Linked DNA regions of Gossypium hirsutum: all the other regions are linked to region 3. Evidence: chromatin contacts called from public Hi-C data. All regions are on one chromosome and are shown on one strand. Each heading gives the region's core, a stretch centred on a gene start, on an enhancer-like site or on the middle of the called end of the contact. The rest is flanking DNA. Distances are from core to core; before and after follow the strand shown. Region 1 holds the start of LOC107949640 (protein NBR1 homolog). Region 2 holds the start of LOC107949627 (phosphatidylinositol transfer protein 3). Region 3 holds the start of LOC107949633 (pentatricopeptide repeat-containing protein At5g61990, mitochondrial). Region 4 holds the start of LOC107949629 (protein BONZAI 2). Region 5 holds the start of LOC107949641. Region 6 holds the start of LOC107949638 (copper methylamine oxidase).

Region 1 (3,264 bases), core at 650-3,149, 180 kb after region 3:
GGACTAAAGGGATGGTACGAAAACGGAGGCACAGTAGGGCCATTTGCTACAGGCACTCCACTGAAGGGACATTCATTTGAAGGATAATCTTTCCTTGTAGTATCAAAGAAGGGAGTTGCTGCATCCATGCTCACATTCTTCCCCTTGTTACGTCCATTGTTCTCCTTTGTGTTTTTCTTGTCATTATGAGCACAAATGTTCAGTGCAGATGGTCCAGAGGGCATGGTAGTATATCCAGAAAGGTTGGCATCATAAGGAGGGCCAGCATTCAAATCAACAGTACCTGGATAAAAACCATCAGGTACATCCACACCATCTGCTGCGTTTCCAGTGTTGGCTTCCTTGCCAGTCTTGAAGCTTGAATCAACAGCTGTAAATTTTGGTAGAACACCAGTTGGAGCAGATGGTCCAGAAGGGCTCTCAGAAGATCCAACAGGAATGCCAGAATCAGCACCAACTCCAGGTTGGGAAGCAGGACTCAAGTAGGATTGTCCCATCTTAGACAAGGACTCCAAAAGATCACCCAACAATGGACTGGCGGATGCAGCTTTTGAAGCAACTTCTACGGAAAGCTTTGAGAAAACTTCACTTAGAGCATCACGAAGAGGCTCTGGTACAGAATTCAGTGCATCAGCAGAAGCAGTATTAAAGCTTGGCAACGGAGGCTGAACAGATGGAGATCTCAAGGGAGTAGAACCACCACTTGATCTTGTGTAAGGTTTACTGAGCTTGTCATTATTTAGCTGCACATTAATCCTCAAGAATTTAAGGCGTTGCCTCATCACATCACACAAATCATCATCATCAACAAGGGTAACAATATCCCCATCTTCATCAATATATGTCAGAGTAAGTTCACTATCAAAAGGAAAATTGAAAAGCCCCATAATTTTTGCCCTTAGTCCAGTCATATTAAGATCCAGGTGTTCACCATCAACAATTCGAGCATTGAAACGCCTTAGAGTATTTCCATACTTAACCTGCATCCGTAACATTTGCAACAATATATAGTATAAGGAATCTAAAAAATAAATTTAATAAATAAAAAATATAAACAAAGCATCTTGTTCGAACAACTGACTACAATTATGGTATCGGTAACATTTTATAATTAGGGAACCAAGAAATCAATGGAAATATATCAAAAGGAACAATTAGATTTAATCATAAATTCATTCTAAATTTAACAAAGAAGTTATCATTTATGCATGATGTACACTCATGAAATCAACCTAGAAATTTAAAGCAAACAGCCTTCACTGCATAAATCAACCTAGAAATTTAAAGCAAAAAGCCTTCACTGCATGATTGATATTCATTCTAAAAATGACATTACAATTATCGTATGTGCATGATTGATATTCATGAAATAAACTCAGAATTTAAAGGCAAAAAGCCTTCACTGTATTTGACAATCACAAATCAAAATAAGCAAAACAATCACGATGGACATAATCGGCCTCAAATTAAAAATTAAAAAACAAAACAAAAATCCACATTTTTCCCGAGGAAACAGGGAAAATATTAAAAATAAACAAATAAAAAGAATAAAAGGAGCTTAGCATAAGATAAAATACTGAAACTGCAGTGTTGTGTAAGGAAAAGGGAGATGAAAAGGTTATAAAAAGATGAAAGAACGAACCTTGATAACGAGATTAGATTCCATAGCTTATCAGAAGAAAGAGAACGGAGGTGAATCGGGAAAGAAAACCCTAACCCTAGAGGAAAAGAGTAATAGGGAGACGAATATTTGAGGTAATGAAGGGTTCTGTTTCTATTTTGTAAGGGAGTGGCCGAGTAAATACGGAACGGAAGCCGCGGAGTTCCTTTCCTTGTGGCGGAAGCTCTTTTTTTTCTGTTTCAATCCAAAGATATTATTTTTCCTCTTTCGTTTGGGTTTATTTATTTATTTATAGCGGCTCGCATAGCTTAGCCAATAAGAAATTTCATTGACTTTTTTTGCTTTTTTTCCCCGTCTTTTTCAGTCTTTATCTTTTTCCCCAAGCAAGCAAACGACTCTATTCTAGGATTGAGTTGGAACTTAGAGCAGTGTTTAATAGGGGCAAAATATTTGGTACACTAAACTCGATAATTAAGGAGTTAACAAGTATTTTATAGGATATATTAATCTGGATAAATTACCAATAAAAGTTTTTTTTATTTTTAAAATTATTGAAATAGGCTAGGTCCTGAATTAACTACTGGAATAGGCTAATTTCTCCCAAAACGCGTCCACGTCAGCGCGCTGTCAGGAGATAAAGTAGGAAAACGCTTCCTTAAGGAAGCGCTTTGTCCACGTGCACAGAAAACGCGTCCTTGAGGGTGCGCTTTGTGTCTACGTAGACAAAGCGCTTCCTTGAGGAAGCGTTTTTCCTGTTTTTTAGGGTTAGAGTTTTCTACAATTAGAGTTAGGATTTTGATATTTTTGGGTTTTTAGATTTTATGGTTTTAAGGAAAAAATAAATAAATAAGGGTTTAGGGTTTCTTAATTCAATTAATTATAAATTTTAAAAAATTAGATTAGGGTTTAGTGTTTATGGTTTTTAAGAAAAAATCAAATAAATTAGTGTTTAGGGTTACTTGAGTAAATTAATTATAAATTTTTAAAAAAATTAGATTAGGGTTTAGGGTTTAGGTTTTTTAAGAAAAAATCAAATAAATTAAGGTTTAGGGTTACTTGAGTAAATTAATTATAAATTTTAAAAAAATTAGATTAGGGTTTAGTATTTAGGGTTTTAAGAAAAAATCAAATAAATTAGGGTTTGGGGTTTAGGGTTAATTAAATTATTTGTTAATTTAAAAAAGCTCCCACGTGGACGCTATTTTACTACAGTAGTTCCTAAAAAAATAATTTTGAGAAGACGTTTCTGAGCAAATAGTGTCAAAAACGTTTTAAGCAGGATGCATTGTCAACAAAAGTACTGAAAGAAGCTCCCACATGGACGTTCTTTTGCTACAGTAGTTTCTGAAAAAATAATTTTGAGAAGATGTTTCTGAGCAAATAGTGTCAAAAACGCTTCAAGTAGGATGCAATGTCAGCAAAAGTACAGAAAGAAGCTCCCACGTGGACGCTCTTTTGCTACAGTAGTTCCTATTTGGCCTGAGGCTATAAATTAGCCAAATTTTTTTCTCAGGTTGCATAAGTTATAGCAAAAAAAATTAGAGAGGCTAAGAAGGATAGAAATTGAAGATGAGTGAACGTATTAGTGTTGTTATTTACTATGATGGTGAGGTTCGTCACACCAAGAACGGTGTTGTTTTTTT
Region 2 (2,842 bases), core at 3-2,502, 200 kb before region 3:
GCGACAAGGATCCTCCAGATTTCTTTAGGACAAGAAGTTCACAATGACATGCTGGTGTGGAGGGGTGAGTCATCTAGGGAATTTTTTGTTCGAAGCGCTTATAAACTATTACATAGAAGTGCTTTTTTCTCGAATACAAATTCTAGACAAGATGATAGCACTGATTTCTACAAGAAATTATGGAAATTACAGATCCCATCTAAAATTAAAATTATGCTATGGAAAACTTCTTGGTATTTTCTTCCTACTTTGGCTAATTTATTTTCCAGAAGGTTGGTGGTGAACGTGTTTTTTCCCAGATGCAAGGGTCTAGTGGAAGACCTCGTCCATATTTTCCGAGACTGTCCTATAATAGTGGAGGTATGGGTTCACTTAAATCTTACCTGGAATTTATCAAATTGAGTTATGAATTATTGGGAGTGGATTACCTGGATTTTTAGAAGAAGTACGGACAAGTAATGCAGGACGTTCTGTTGCTCCATATGGGCTATCTAGACAAATAATAATCAATTAGTGCATGAAAGGAAACAGTCTACTGGGAAGGAAATAGGCGAACGGGTAGTTCGTTATATCAAAGAACTCGAAGGGATTGAAGAAAGAAAGATTACTAGATTGGAAGGAAATGAGGAATGGAACCCCTCAACAAATTTGTTGATCAAAATCAACTTTGATGCTTCCTTCAATCAAACACAAGCCAGACCGGGTTCGGGGGTTGTTGCTAGAAACGCATTGGGTGAGATTGTTGCCTCTAAAATGATTCTCCACACGGTGGTTGCGTCGCCTTTTACGGTGGAAGTTTATGCTTGTCTCCAAGCATTGCTTTTAGGACAGCAGTTAAAGCTCTGAGTAGTGATAGCAGAGGGCGATGCAGGGACAATAATAAAAAAAATGTCAGACAAATCTTTAAGACAAATCAGAAATAGGAGCTATCATTCGAAACATTCAACAGATAAAATGAGGATTTCAATGGATCTAGTTCAAGCATGTACCCAGATCTACAAATGCTCTTGCACATTGTTTGGCCACTGAAAGTTTGAAGAGGGATAGAGAAGATTACCTGGAAGGAGGAGTACCAGATTTCATTGTTGAAACTGTGGGAAGAAGGAGACTGAGAGAACTTAACTGGGGGTGGATGCTGTGACAATGTTCTGGAAGGGATAATGACAATTGATAGGGTTTGATTTTGGAAAGTTGCTAGCTTTTGGAAACTGGACCGTTTGAGGCGATAAGGTTGAGAATATCTTGGGAGTGTGTGCCAGTTGGTGTATTCAATTGGAAATTGTTTTATTTTGGGCTTTCATTTCGTAATAGTGGGCCAATATGCATTTGTTTGCATTTTGGGCTGGCTTAGGATCTGCTCAAGTTTGAACTTGGTCTCTTTAATTTGATTGTGTTACTCTTATTTTGAATAAATTCCAGTCGGGTATTTCTAAAAAAAAATTCACTTTTTAAGATAAGTGAAATTTAAAACTTTTAAGATATAATTTTAATTATTATTATATTAATCCAGAAGTCTTTTAATGAATTTAAATTCTTATTCTTTTATTTGATAATTTAAGATTAAATAATTCAAACGATTATATATACTTTCGAAAATAAAAGATTATATATATTAATATCATACATATCATATATCATATATTGTTGAGACAAGTTTTTTAAGTGATTTAGTAATTGGTAGACAGAAGCGATTATTTCCATCGACTTTATTGAGTAATTCATTGAGTAAACATGTGAGTTTGTCGTATACAAATTCATTGAGTAATTCAACATCAATAATGTCATTCAAGCTATTTCGATCACATAGCATCATCAAATATAAAAACATCGTTATCCCATTTATTCATAGATTTGGATAACCTGATAAACTATAGCAAAAGTAACTCAGATACTCAAGTAACCGTCTTAGAGAGCACCGTAGTGCTGAACAAGGGCACAAATGTGCATACAAGGGCACCATAGTGCGAACAGAATAAGCGTGCAACTAACCCTATTGGCATGCCAATCGTATCCTAATCGTTTACTACATTCAAACTGATGGTTATACAAGATTCAGAACATTTACAATATAGGAGCACTTCCACATTTTTAGAGCACATATCAAAATCAGGTCATTATCATTCAATATCTCACATGAATCATATTATTCAAGAATACAAGGCATAATATTAGATCCTTAATCCTTTCTCACCTTTAGTACTGAATTATAAACATTTCAAAATTTCAATCTATCATTACAGAAATATTCACAATTAAATCAAATTCAATACATAAAAGTATATGATTATACCCTATGAACTTACCTAATATAACCAACTATCGAATTGGGTCATAAGGACTATTCCACAATTTTTCTTTTTCCTCACTTATCAATCGGTTGTTCAATTCTTGATCTAAATAATAATTAAGTTCAAAATATCAATTCCATATACCATATAACACTCAAATTCATACATATGACCTATTAATTTTATTTTAAAGAATTTCCCTAAACTTTTACATTTTATTCCATTTATTCCTTAAAACCGAAACCTTTATAAATTTCACATTTAAACCCACAATTTCAATCCGATTACATACTCATACCTGTACAATTCTCAATCATTTAAAATTACAGAAATTTCATGCTAAAGTCGACATACTTTCATTTTAGTCCTTGAACTCAAAACTAATAAAAATCACTTTACAAATTAGTCTTATTTAACAACCAAGCTTACAAATCTACTAGTAAACATCAATAACTTCCATAACTCACTAATGGAAACTTTTAAAACCTTTAAAAATTTTATGAAATAGTCACTGGGCTAGCTAGATTAAGCTACAACGTTCTCAAAAACATAAA
Region 3 (3,087 bases), core at 26-2,525:
CAGGTCCGATGCCAATCAAAACCATCTCATCGAACAGAGCTTTTCCTTTCTCAAAGTCACCAGCCTTAGAAGCCCCACGAATAAGCACATTATAAGTGAACACATTCGGTTTAATTCCACAAGCAACCATCTCATCCTTGACTTGGAAAGCCTCGGCCATGCTCCCCCGTTTCATGAACCCATCAATCAAAGCTGTGTAAGCAAAATGGTTAGGATTTAAGCCTGCACAACGCATTTCCTCCATCATCAATTTCGCTTCCTGAAATCTGTTATGCCTACAAAACCCATCAATAACCGTATTGTAAGTATATGCATCAGGGTTGAAACCCTTCCGACTCATGGAGTTTTTCAACTTCAATGCTTCATCAACAGCACCAGCTTTACACAGTCCACCAATCATAACATTATAAGTAACCAAACCAGGACTACATCCCTTCTCCTCCATATCCATAAACACCCTTTTTGCCTTCTCAATATCCCCAACTCGACAATGAGCATTAATCACACTGGTAAAAGTATAAACATCAGGCACCAATTTAGCATCTATCATCCCATTGAAAACCTTCCAAAACAAATCCAACTTATTTACCTTAAGCAAATCACCTAAAAAGTTATTACAACAAACCAAACCAGGCAAACCCCCAACTTTTTTAGCACCCCAAAAAACATAAACAGCATCGTTCCAAGAACCCATTTTCTTATAACAACCAATCAAAATCTCGAAAACCCCGACACAATTCCCTTCATAGCCCTTCCAGAACCTAATAATTGAACCCAAAATGGCCTGAACGGGCCTCCTAGTCCTAACCATGCTGTCTAAAACAATATTGGCTTTACGAAACATCTTCGAATTACATAAAGTAACTGCTAGAAAAGAAAAAGAATCCAAATTTTGAGGGTTCGGGGATCGGTGACTTGCCCAGTTGAAGAAACTGAAGAGGCGTTCGGGATCATGAACCGAGTTTTGGAGAAGAACGGAGTGAACCATGTCTGGGTTCAGCTTGCTTGTCCATGCTGATGATGTTTCAAGAAGTCGTTTCCAGTCATTCTTACTGAGGATAGAAGCGATTTCCACGGCTTCGGCGTCATGCGAAGCTGATGTACAAAAGGAAGCCGATTTGAAACGAGAGAGCCTTGATTTCGTGAAACAATAGACCGTTTGCTTTGAAGATAAACGCATTGTTTTGAAGGATTTTCAAGGTGAAAAAATGGGGACGCGTTTAGTCTGCGAAAAACAGAATGAGAGAATAGAATCAGCGAGTAAGGAGAACGTTTACAGCACCACACTTTGGTGGGCTTTCGGCTTCACTTTTCTGGGCTGTTTGGCCCATGTATTTGTACTTTAATTAAAATACCGGTTTAAACTTTTCAGTCAACGAAATCGAACACCTCAGCATTTTAATTTTAAATTTATAAATATCTAAAAATAAACTTCAAATTATATTAATTTATGTTAAAATTAAGAAATTTTAAATATAAAATTTTAAATAATTTATTTTAAGGTAATTTTAATTAATTTATTGAACTTTAAAATTAAGTAAACTAAATATAAAAATTAATATAAAAGTAACTAAAACCTTTAGTAAATTTATCAATAAGTATTAAGTGTTGTGATAAAATATTTTGCATTAACAAAATAAATTCATACATTGAAGAGGATATTTTTGGGAGTGAGCTATATACCTTGAACATGAACTATAAAACGGAATAGAGAATATTAAAAAATTTAATTTTTTAAAATTTTTAAAGCTAAGTTAATAATTAATATAAAGTAAATAAAGTTAAGTTTTTATTTTTATTATTCAATACTTTGTTTAAATCAATAATATTTGGCAGCACAATTTTTTTTAAAAAATTGTTTAGTGTTATAATTGACAGAACTAAAATAATCTATAAAAATCAAGAGTATTATTTTTGTTAGGTTCGAAAATATCAAGAGAGAGATGAATTAGTATTTTAAATTTTTATCGCCTATAAATGAGTTATCGTTTAGAGTAATAAAATATAACACAAAAAATATATAAGAATTAGAACGGCTGTGTCCGTAAGTGCACGGATTGAATTGTAATATAGTTAGTAAAATGAAATACTTGAAAGTATTCTGAGGATCTTACCCAATGGAGGATGGAGTAAATTATGGAAAAATTTTTACAATAATAAGTCCAAGTAGTAGTAATTAATTCTTATATTATGATAAATCATAAAATAGATTAAAGAGATAATTTAATTAACTAAAATAAATAAACAAATGACTTAATCAATAAACCAATAAGGAAGATTAGCTCGCTTCAAGGTTTATAACTAAATTCGGATTAGGGTTTTTGGGTAGATTAGCTATCGATTAACCAATTATTACTTCCTGGCCTTTAATTAACTAATCGATTGATCGATACTTGCTTATATCCAGACATTACTTTCTCAACCAAGATAAATTTGTTAAAGAATGAAATCAAAAATCCAAGAAAGAGGAGAATAGTAGAAAATAGAGGAGAGAACAATGCATATGAGAAAGGGGTGTTGACAGTTTTCAATTTTCATATCCAATACTGTCAATTACATGCTACTATATAGGAAAAACAATTGAATTGTCTAACAGTCAAAATAATAGAAAAACAAACAAAACAAATTGTACAATTGTTTCTATGAAACGCCTTATTTTATTTAACCTGATACGCATTGTTTTTATAACCTACTCTCGACCCAACTAATCCACCCCATTTATTTCATAATTTAACCCATAACAACTACTCCCTCCTTGAAGAAGATCATTGTCTTCCAGGATCTATATGAAGGCAAGCATCCTTCAATTGCACCAAGGATTCCCATGTGGCATCCTCTAGAAATGAATTCACCCATTCAACCAAAACTTCAGTTGTGGCCACATTCCCACGCTTTACCATCCTTCTATCTAAAATTCTAATAGGCTTTTTGGCCCAAGATCCCTGGTTGTCCATTACTGGCAAAAAGACTTATACATGAGCAACTCCAACATGTTTCTTAAGTTGTGAAACATGAAAAGTAGGGTGAACTATAGATCCATGGGGTAGCTGCATCTTGTATGCTACCTTCTCGATCTTACCTTCCACC
Region 4 (2,904 bases), core at 361-2,860, 150 kb before region 3:
TGGATCACTCTAAAGCAAACAAAACGTATGAGATATCATGCTAAGTTTTCTGCAACAAAATTACGATTCTCATAACTAAATAATAAAGCATGGGAGTAAAGTACATAAACGTTACTAGGTGATACAAGAACTACAACTGAAAATGTTTTAAGAGCCAACTGATCATTCAAACTAAAGCTAAACAGAAGCATCGTGAGATTCAATCAAGATTATAGGAGTAACCCTAGAGTTAGTACATACTTATTGGATTCATTAAGGTCATATTCCTAGGATGTTATGGCTTGATCAGTTTGGATGTGGAGTTAGTAAAGGATTTCTTTAAGTACTTCAGGTTATGTGATTGCCTCACATGTTTCATTTTCTAAACCTGGCATGATCCATAAACTTCTCTCACAGGACAATTCTAACAGCCAATCACACACGAACACACCACCCCTTACTACATGAGGAGATAGCACGTCTTGATTGGTCGCTTAAATGCACCATTAAACCTACCTATATGGCATCCAAGTTTCCAATTAACCATACAGTGTGACTTCTCACCTTCAACTCCCTAATTCCAACTACCCAATTGTTATTTCCTAAATTCCACTCATTCAAACTCAAATGTTCACAATAATTATAAATTTCAACAACAAAGTCAAATATGGCACAGCACTGAATTTCTAACTACATAATTGCTAGTAGAGCAAATAAGCTAGGGCCTCGCTTTGCATGTATTCATAACGTGCATACCTTGGAAAAAACATCCCGGTCTCGCAAACTCGTAGCAGAAAATGATAACTGCGTAACATGGTTTTGCATAAAAGAATCAATGCAAGAGCACAGAGATTGGAGATTTCAGATAATTTAGAGAAAATGAAACAGAAAGTAGCTTGTGTAGTCAACACAGATGAAAATCGAACTATAAATCTAAATACTAATACTAAGACTAATAATAGCAACATTAAATCGATTAGCCAATCATCTAGTTGGTAACAAAGTAAATTCCACCATCCATTATAAGGCAAAACTAGCCATTTAGTCAATTATTAATATAGTAACTCAAGAGAGAGGAAAAAGACCTCGATCTGAGAGAAGAGGCCGTGAATACCGTGAGACCTCAAGTACATGTCGACAGCATCGTTTTGGTTGCCAGTAGCGGCGGAGGAAGTGGCACCACTCACAGCTGCCATACCGCCACCGACGTCCGAGCAGCAATTTCCCATCTCCAACTAACTAAACCGGCAGAACTCTCTTTTATAGACTAGGAAAAGGATATATATGCATGAGACAAAACAACTACAACAAAAAATCAAATGTGAAGTAGATTGAGAGAGATTTGGAATGTTTATATATATATATATAAATTGATGTCTTTGAAAAATAGAAATTTGACAAAGAAAAAATTTAGAACTTTCATTTACAATTCGGTAGACAAAATTAGAAATGGAAAATGAAATGGCCCACTTTTTTCTTCAATTTGTTTTGGGCTGTCGTCTGTCTCCATTTTACGTTCAGCGGCAGAAAACGCGTTGCTCAAAGCGCGTCAATTAAAAAAGATGAAGCAAACCAATTCAGCTCAGTTTTTCAATTCCATTAGTCCAAAAAGGAAAATAAAAGGATAAACTCACTTACGTGCTTTCATTTTCGACACTAAAATTAAGAACTTTCATAGTGGTCGTCGCTGTTAGATAAACTTTTTTTTAAATAGTAGTTCTTCTTCACTCAAAATTTTTTAATAAATAGTAACAAAAGATTAAGAGTGTATTTATACAAAATAATTTTGCAGTGATTAATTGATAGTTTACTCTAACATTAAAATGCACCCTTAACCTTCCGTTATCATTAAAGGTGGAATGATCAATTTCTAATAAATTAATAAAAATAGGAATGAGCCATATTTAGAATGATTGGTGGACCCCTAAACGTAATTACAAAATTTTGCAAATGGCCCATTTATCTGTGCGTATCAAATCTCACGATCAACACAAATGATCTTTCTTTGTGTTTTCTTTTTACCTGCCAGATATTTTGGAAGTCAAGGAGGCTCCTAGCGCTTAATGACGTTTAATGGGAGGCAAGTCAAAAGAAAGTCGAGTCAACAAGCACAAAAAAGTCAAGAGGTCAACCACTAGAGTCGGATCATTGAACTGTAATATATACTTTAGTTTCAATATCACACGTTACGCAATTGGTTATGGTTAGCTTTTAATTTAATAAATACAAAAATTAACCAATTTTTTAAAGTTGAATTCAGAGTGTAAATATATAAAAATAAAATATAATTCAAATGTAAATGTAGTAATCTAATAATCAATAAAATACTAAGAGAAAATAAAAATCTAATAAATTTCTATGTAGAATTCTTTTTTCTAAGGTTATCTAGTGTTAAAGTCATTATTATCAAATCACAATATACTTTGTTTGATGTTTTTTTTATAATAATATAATTAAAATATTAGTCATTATATCATATCAATATTAATTTAATTTAATTTCAAAATATAAATAAATATTTAAAGAATAATATCAATAAAAGTAAATATGTAATCAGTCTCTATATTAATTTTTCTATATGCATTTATAGGTAAATTATTTAAAATATGAGTATCATAATATTTTAAAATAAAAATTTATTGCTTAATTTGGTGTAATAATCTTAAAAATAAATTACTGTAAGTTCATTTTTAAATTATAATTTTTAATATAAATATATATTCTCAATTGGGTATTTATATAAATATATATAAATATAAATATATTTTACCATGTTAATAAGTTTACTTTTTTGAATATAGGGAAAAGGTAAGCCCTCATTGATTTTCAACAAATTGGAATGTCTAAAAGAACTCTAACCCATGTAAAAGTAAGCAAGCCCCATAGATCTTGACTTGAAGCTCACCTTTGAGCAAGGTCAATGAT
Region 5 (3,066 bases), core at 455-2,954, 230 kb after region 3:
ATAAATGACCTGTCACTGTCTTGGGGTGCTACCAAGACTCGCGTGTTCTCTTTTCTCTTTTTCTTTATAAGTTAACTAAGCTCTTAAAGGTAGTTGCTTGGATAGCAGAGTAATTGCTCTTAGGTGTGCCCTGATATGTAGTTGCTGTTAATTGAAAATTATTTATGAATACTAATATATAGTATACACATATACATCACCTTCGATTGCAGTAATTCCAGCAGAACCAATATATATATATACAACATATCTAATCAAGCGGCTATAGTATGGATCGAGTTGCCTTCTGGATGCGGTCCAATTGTTAACTGAGATAACATGAATGGTTCATCAGTCTTAGCACCGGACCCGACCCTGATTGTTGAAGTAATCAAACAGTTAAATTTAAAGTAATTGAGCCAACAATTCAAAGAAGCAAGTGATTCAAGTTTTGTGTTAACACCTCAAGTCCAAAGTAGGACCCTAAATTGTAATGCAAATAAAAAATAAAATATCGATGTGATTGAAGCAACTAATAATATGCTTGAGGTGAATGGAAGCCTTGGCCTAGCTGACAATTGTGACAACGCTGGAAATATATCTTACCTAAAAACCTTGTTCCATGTGTAAGCCTACAAGTTTGGTGGTTCTAGACATCAAATAACTTGATCAGGAATGAGTTGGTTCTTCACATCAAATAACTCACTTGTAAATAAATATATATATAGTATAATTTTTAATGTGTTATCTGAACAACATTTAGACGACTCCAAATGCACAGATATTAAAAAGAAAATTCCAATTAAAACTATGGGAAAAGAGGACGGATAACCTTCAAAATAGGTTATATATTGGATCTCAGACTACCAAAGGAACTACTATCACTATGTTTATTGTTGCAGGACGAAAAATGTGGTACTGTTGACCCACCAATCCAATTCACACTTCACATAGACCTAAGACTAGCAGGAAACAGAAAAAGGATCAAAAACCATTGTTATCTTCAGGGGGGATTTTAATATCAGCTTCAACGAATCTCCTGGAAGACACCCTTTTTAACAGATTTCTAAGGCTGTTCTTACTCTCCTTTCCCCTTTTTTGTGCTCTACTTGAATTTCCTTCTAACTCTGACCCAGCTGCTGAAAAAGGGTCATCGAGAACCAGAGCAGTCTCAAGCTTTTTGGCCAGGGTGACAAGCTCATATGAATCCCACAGTGATTGGGCGAAGTCCCAATGTGGAGTATTAGCAATACTAGTGCGCTCGTCCTTGAGCTTCACAGATGGGTTGCTCATTGCTTCAAGCTTGAATCTAGAAGGCCTAGCTTTGAAATGTCGACGTGGGTAAGCATCGAATTCATTGGTAGACCTAGAGGTACCGGAGTGAGAGTGCCAGGCTTGTGCTACTGCTTTGATGATTTGAAGGTCTTTGTTGATGTCATGTTGAGGCTGGAGCTGCTTTTTCTTCATCGGTGGTGCTCTGTAGGAATTAGGTCATGATGTAGGGGCCAATCCATACTGCATGTGGCATCCTATTCCTTGGGATAAATTAGAGCCTCACACGCTAGCTGTTGTAGATAGAATGTTGTAGGCTGATCCTAACCTAGCTAGCTAATTTATGTGATGAACATCACTCCATATTTATAAAGATTAATTTTTTGGTTTTTCTAATTAACTGAAAAATCTGCTGCCTGGAGTGTAATTCTAAAGCATGGGCATGAATGCTTGTGGTGTGCCCACAGAAATAGAAATGAGAGATTGATTGGCGGGCGGGCGGGCGGGTGGCTGGGTGGACGGGCGGGTGGATGGATGGATGATTGCTCTAGGCTAAATTCTGTTATTAGTCCCTGTGTTTATACTTTTTTAAATTTTAAAATTTTAGTCCTCAACTAATGATAATTACTAAATTCATTGAGTTAAGCTTTGCTATTTCCAAATTTTGATGCAGCAAACATATTATCATATGAATAATAACATGTCAATTTATTATTTCCACATATTACTTGCTAGAAATTCGGTTAATGGATTAACCACTGTCGTTTGCTTCAAGATTGAAATTTTAAATTTTGAAAAATATACGGACTTAGAATGGTCCAGTTAGAAAATATGGACTAAACCTACAATTGTACGCATAGTACAAGACTAGTAATTAAATTTAACCAAACAGATTTAGCTGTTATTGTTTAAGCCAAGAATAAAATTTCAAATTTTGAGAAGTACAAAAACTAAATTTGACCACTTTAAAAGGTATAGTGATTAAAAGTGATCAAACTTAAATACAAAGACTAAATCCACAAATTTCGCAAAGTACATGACTAATAGCAAAATTTAACAATTTTTCTACTAATAGGTCATTTTGTTTATCTAATACTAGTTTCTTAGGATAGGATAGATACAGTTGCATTTCTTCTCTTTTCAATTACTTTTCTTTCCTAACGGCTTCTCTTCCATACGCCCTAACGATCTAAGAATCTCCAGACCAGAGCTACTCTTATCAATGCTTTGATGGCGGACTAGGTGAGTTCCCTTAAATGCAGTTTCTTTATCTGGGAAGGCTCTAGATATAAGACTGTTCAGTCTCTCATTTTCTAGTGCAGGTATTGCCCGTATCAGTATTCCCATTGATTGAGTACTTTCTAGGGGCATTCCTGCAAGACGTATAGGGGAGGAAAAAGGCTTAGCCTAAACGCTTTACGTTGGATTGATTATTTATTTGCATCAAATTATACAACAAAAATTTGAAAGTTAAAATATGCTCTAAGTCTCTATACACTTTGTACACTTGGAATTTAGTCCCCTTATTTTTATTTTTAGGAATTTAATATTCAACTTTTCGAATTTAAAAATCCAGGTCTAGTTGTTACCATCATTAAAATTTTTCTATTAAAATTTTGGTGTGATATTTTGAAATTGTTTTAAAAAAATCCACTTGATAGTCATGTAACAATAGAAATAATGTTGAAAAATACTAATTAGGATTTTTTTCCTTAAAAACACATATTCAAAATTATCATGATAAAATGATTTTTTTTGTTCTAATAGTGTTCTTAAGAAAATTTGACTGTTAGCATTTTGATTGAAATAGTTAAC
Region 6 (3,153 bases), core at 163-2,662, 140 kb after region 3:
GCATTATATAGAAATTAGCAACCTCAGGAGTGGCACCAGCAGCTCTGACAGTAGCAACTGCAACAGAGATCTCAGCAGCAGATAAAGGGTCCAAAGGATGACTGGTTTGAGGCCTTGTAAAGATTTGGATGCCTGCACAATCAAACAAGCAATCTTATTGAACACTATAGAGAGAAAAATCCTTGTCGACATCAGAGTGCTAAATAACTAAATACCAGCATAACTCTCAAACACGTTCGATTAAACACAAAATTCTTGAAGTTATTCACTTGAAATTTTTTTAGGAAAAAGAAATCGGTCAACAAGCAGCAGAGCAAATAAAAATAAAAGGTCAAAGTGAAGCATTAAGTAATGAATTGATAGTCCTTTCTCGAAATAAATCTTACACTTTCAAGATTCTTCCAATATAACTATAAAAGATAGATAAATAAAAGAAAGAAATATACATGCATTTGGTACAAACTAAACCGTAGTTAATTCCTTTTTTTTTTCAAAAAGAATATATATATCGAAGTCTGAAACTTTAGTTCATGATATTCGTGGATGATTAATGCACGAGGAACGATGCAGAAAATAAAAAAGTCCGAAAAACATGAGATGATAGAAAAAGAAATACATAACAACATGTAAAACGGCTAGGATCTAAATTGAGGATCATCTGAAACGCCGACACATTTCTTACAACAATGAAAGAGACAGGGGGAGAGAGAGAGATGCCTTTGGTGGAAGTATCGGGAAGAGAATCAACGGGGCGAATCAAGGACGCCATGGCAGCTTTGGTGACGCTGCTATCGTCGCGGCGATCCGTAGAACCGAGGGTCCACTCGTGCAGCAGATTGGAGGCGGTGGCGGAGGCAGATGAAGAAGCAGGAGGCGCGGCGGAAACAACGGAGTGCGATGCGCAACATGAAGAAGGGGAAGAAGATGAAGAAGAATGAAGCGTCGTCTTTTTCTTAGCTGAGGCCATTGTAAAGGGTTTGCAAGCTCGCCAAATCCACCGCAGTAAGTCTCAATACAATCTACTGACATACAGCAAAACTTTCTCAGTCGACTCTCTCTGGCTCTCCCTCTCTCTTCTATCTATTTCTCCGTTGGAAAGAAGCTTCAAGAAAATACAAGAAAATTTAAAAGAGAAAAAAATGAAGCAGAAATAACCAAGGTCAGATCAAATAGTGGTGAGTTGAGTGGCAATAAACTCTAATTCTAACGACAAAGGAGCGTTTGTTCATCGGGAGAAAGAAATGTGAAGAGAAAAAGGAAACCAGAACCAGAAACAAAACAAAAGGAAAAAGGAAAAAAATAATCAATGGTAGAGTTGGATAGACGGAGAAAAAGTAAGGGAATGGAAGGGCTTTATATACTATTCTACTCCTATTCCTATATAAGAGAAAGTACAGAAACCACGTGCATCCATCTCACTCTCAACCCACACCCTCTATTGATTTATTGGACGGGAGATCATAGGTGACCTGTTTAACTCTTTTTTGTTAACGCCAGATAATAACAAAACTAAAACTGATGGTGGTGGTGGTGGATATGGGCCATAAGGCGATGGCCCTACTTTTGTTTTATGTTTTTGTAGGATTTTGGGTGGGGAGCTTATAATAATGATTTATAAGAGGGATCATTTTCAGTGGATAAGGGGTGATACATACACTGATAGGAGGATCCTAATGTTAGCCCTGATAAGGCCGTACAACTTCCTCTTATTTATTTATAAGGACTTAATTTCTCTATATTCACTTTTACTTGTGGGCTACGGCCCACGCCACTGCATTCTTTACTTACTCTTATTTTACTTTTAGGATAAACTACCCTCATTCTTCTTTTCATCACTCTAAATTTTTTTTATCACTCTGATTAAGATAATTGTTCGAACTGCTCACAGTTATTAAAAATTTTATTGATCTACTAATGGATTGCTAACGTGGTATTTTTTTACTTTTAACTAAAATTAGGTACCTCTACATAATTATTCCAAATTTTTTTTTTTTAGTTTATTTACAACGTGAAGATTTTAATAGTGGCATTGTCCTTTGAATCCTCTCTAAGAAGAGGGAATCCAATTACGGCGACAATGAATCATGACCATAACCCCACTCTTTCTGATGAACCCATTTTTCAGTATAACACCATCGATCACCCTATCGCCATCAATGGCCATGACAATATTGTCTCTATTGTTACTTCAAGTAAAATTTATCTCTTTTTACTTCTATTTTTTTGTTTGTTTGATTTTTTTTTACAATTTTATATTTGAAAAATTAGATTCTTTTTACAATTTTTTACAATTCAACTGTTTCATTTTTTTTTCTTTTGGAGGATTTAACTTTAATAACTAGATGATGCTTTTTGAAGTTTGTTTCAAAATTTATGAAATCAAATTCAAACATAAAATAACCAATATGTTATAGTGCTCTGGATAACTGTAGGAAGCGAAATACGAAAAAAGGTTGAAAGGAATTATCGCACAACTTGTTTTAGGAGATTAGTTCTTCAATCCTCTGTAACATTTGTAATAGGTTTTTTTTTTCTAAATTGCAAAAAAAATATAATTATCAAACCAACCAAAAAAAAAGTAATCAAGAGTAGTTTTACTTGAAGTAACAGTAGAGACAACATTGCCATGATCGTCGGTGGCGGTAGGGTGGCTAAGTGGTGTTATTGTTAGAATTGTGTGACCCAAATTCTAAGAGATTGCTTGCAAGTCAAGTTAAACAAAAATATATTTTCTTTCTAGAAGATTTAGTATTTATTAGTATAATATATTTAGCATTTATTAGTATAGTTTATTTGACTTACTAATTTAGCCTATAAATAGGCTCCTTTACAATCTTAGAAAAAGAGACACCCATTAGATTAGAACTCATAACACATTCAGAGAATTTTGTGTTTACGTTTTTCGGGTTCTTTGTTTTTCGGGTTTTCGGGGTTTAGTTTTTATCTCCATCTTTTTTACTCTTCATTCTTTTGCCATTATAGTAAAATTATCTTTGCCCGTGGTTTTTTATCCTCTTTTGAGGGGTTTTTCCACGTTAAATTTGTGTGTTCATCTTCTCAATTTCTTCTACTATTTTTACTTGTTCGTTGCTTATTCGGGACGATCCTAACAGTTATACTGGCAAATGGACTCATCGGAAAGGGTGGGTCCAT

The links. Hi-C and Micro-C count contacts between places; a contact is called where the count stands out from the background.
Region 1: a Hi-C map of hypocotyl shows a contact between it and region 3, with 1.9 times the contacts expected there. The contact joins the promoter of LOC107949640 here to the promoter of LOC107949633 in region 3. A contact is called at or near these places in 3 of 34 Hi-C or Micro-C datasets (hypocotyl, leaf and seedling).
Region 2: a Hi-C map of leaf shows a contact between it and region 3, with 1.9 times the contacts expected there. The contact joins the promoter of LOC107949627 here to the promoter of LOC107949633 in region 3. A contact is called at or near these places in 2 of 34 Hi-C or Micro-C datasets (both in leaf).
Region 4: a contact with region 3 is called in a Hi-C map of hypocotyl, with 2.0 times the contacts expected there. The contact joins the promoter of LOC107949629 here to the promoter of LOC107949633 in region 3. A contact is called at or near these places in 4 of 34 Hi-C or Micro-C datasets (anther, hypocotyl and leaf).
Region 5: a contact with region 3 is called in a Hi-C map of leaf, with 2.6 times the contacts expected there. The contact joins the promoter of LOC107949641 here to the promoter of LOC107949633 in region 3. A contact is called at or near these places in 3 of 34 Hi-C or Micro-C datasets (leaf and seedling).
Region 6: a contact with region 3 is called in a Hi-C map of leaf, with 2.4 times the contacts expected there. The contact joins the promoter of LOC107949638 here to the promoter of LOC107949633 in region 3. A contact is called at or near these places in 16 of 34 Hi-C or Micro-C datasets (callus, hypocotyl, leaf and 2 more).

What each region holds. Positions count from the first base shown.
Region 1 is chrD03:43,253,683-43,256,946 of Gossypium_hirsutum_v2.1, reverse strand. LOC107949640 (protein NBR1 homolog) reads right to left here and starts at 1,899. Exons shown (of 7, transcript XM_016884373.2): 1 at 1,643-1,899; 2 at 1-980. The coding sequence starts at 1,666.
Region 2 is chrD03:43,637,176-43,640,017 of Gossypium_hirsutum_v2.1, reverse strand. LOC107949627 (phosphatidylinositol transfer protein 3) reads right to left here and starts at 1,252. Exons shown (of 9, transcript XM_041090184.1): 1 at 1,058-1,252; 2 at 609-842; 3 at 1-487.
Region 3 is chrD03:43,435,960-43,439,046 of Gossypium_hirsutum_v2.1, reverse strand. It overlaps LOC107949633 (pentatricopeptide repeat-containing protein At5g61990, mitochondrial), which reads right to left and starts at 1,275. Exons shown (of 1, transcript XM_016884368.2): 1 at 1-1,275. The coding sequence starts at 1,180.
Region 4 is chrD03:43,588,616-43,591,519 of Gossypium_hirsutum_v2.1, reverse strand. It overlaps LOC107949629 (protein BONZAI 2), which reads right to left and starts at 1,610. Exons shown (of 14, transcript XM_041090175.1): 1 at 1,065-1,610; 2 at 736-783; 3 at 1-9. The coding sequence starts at 1,208.
Region 5 is chrD03:43,206,071-43,209,136 of Gossypium_hirsutum_v2.1, reverse strand. It overlaps LOC107949641, which reads right to left and starts at 1,704. Exons shown (of 1, transcript XM_016884374.2): 1 at 762-1,704. The coding sequence starts at 1,446. The coding sequence ends at 964. It also overlaps the pseudogene LOC107949642.
Region 6 is chrD03:43,293,477-43,296,629 of Gossypium_hirsutum_v2.1, reverse strand. LOC107949638 (copper methylamine oxidase) reads right to left here and starts at 1,412. Exons shown (of 12, transcript XM_016884372.2): 1 at 718-1,412; 2 at 23-132. The coding sequence starts at 967.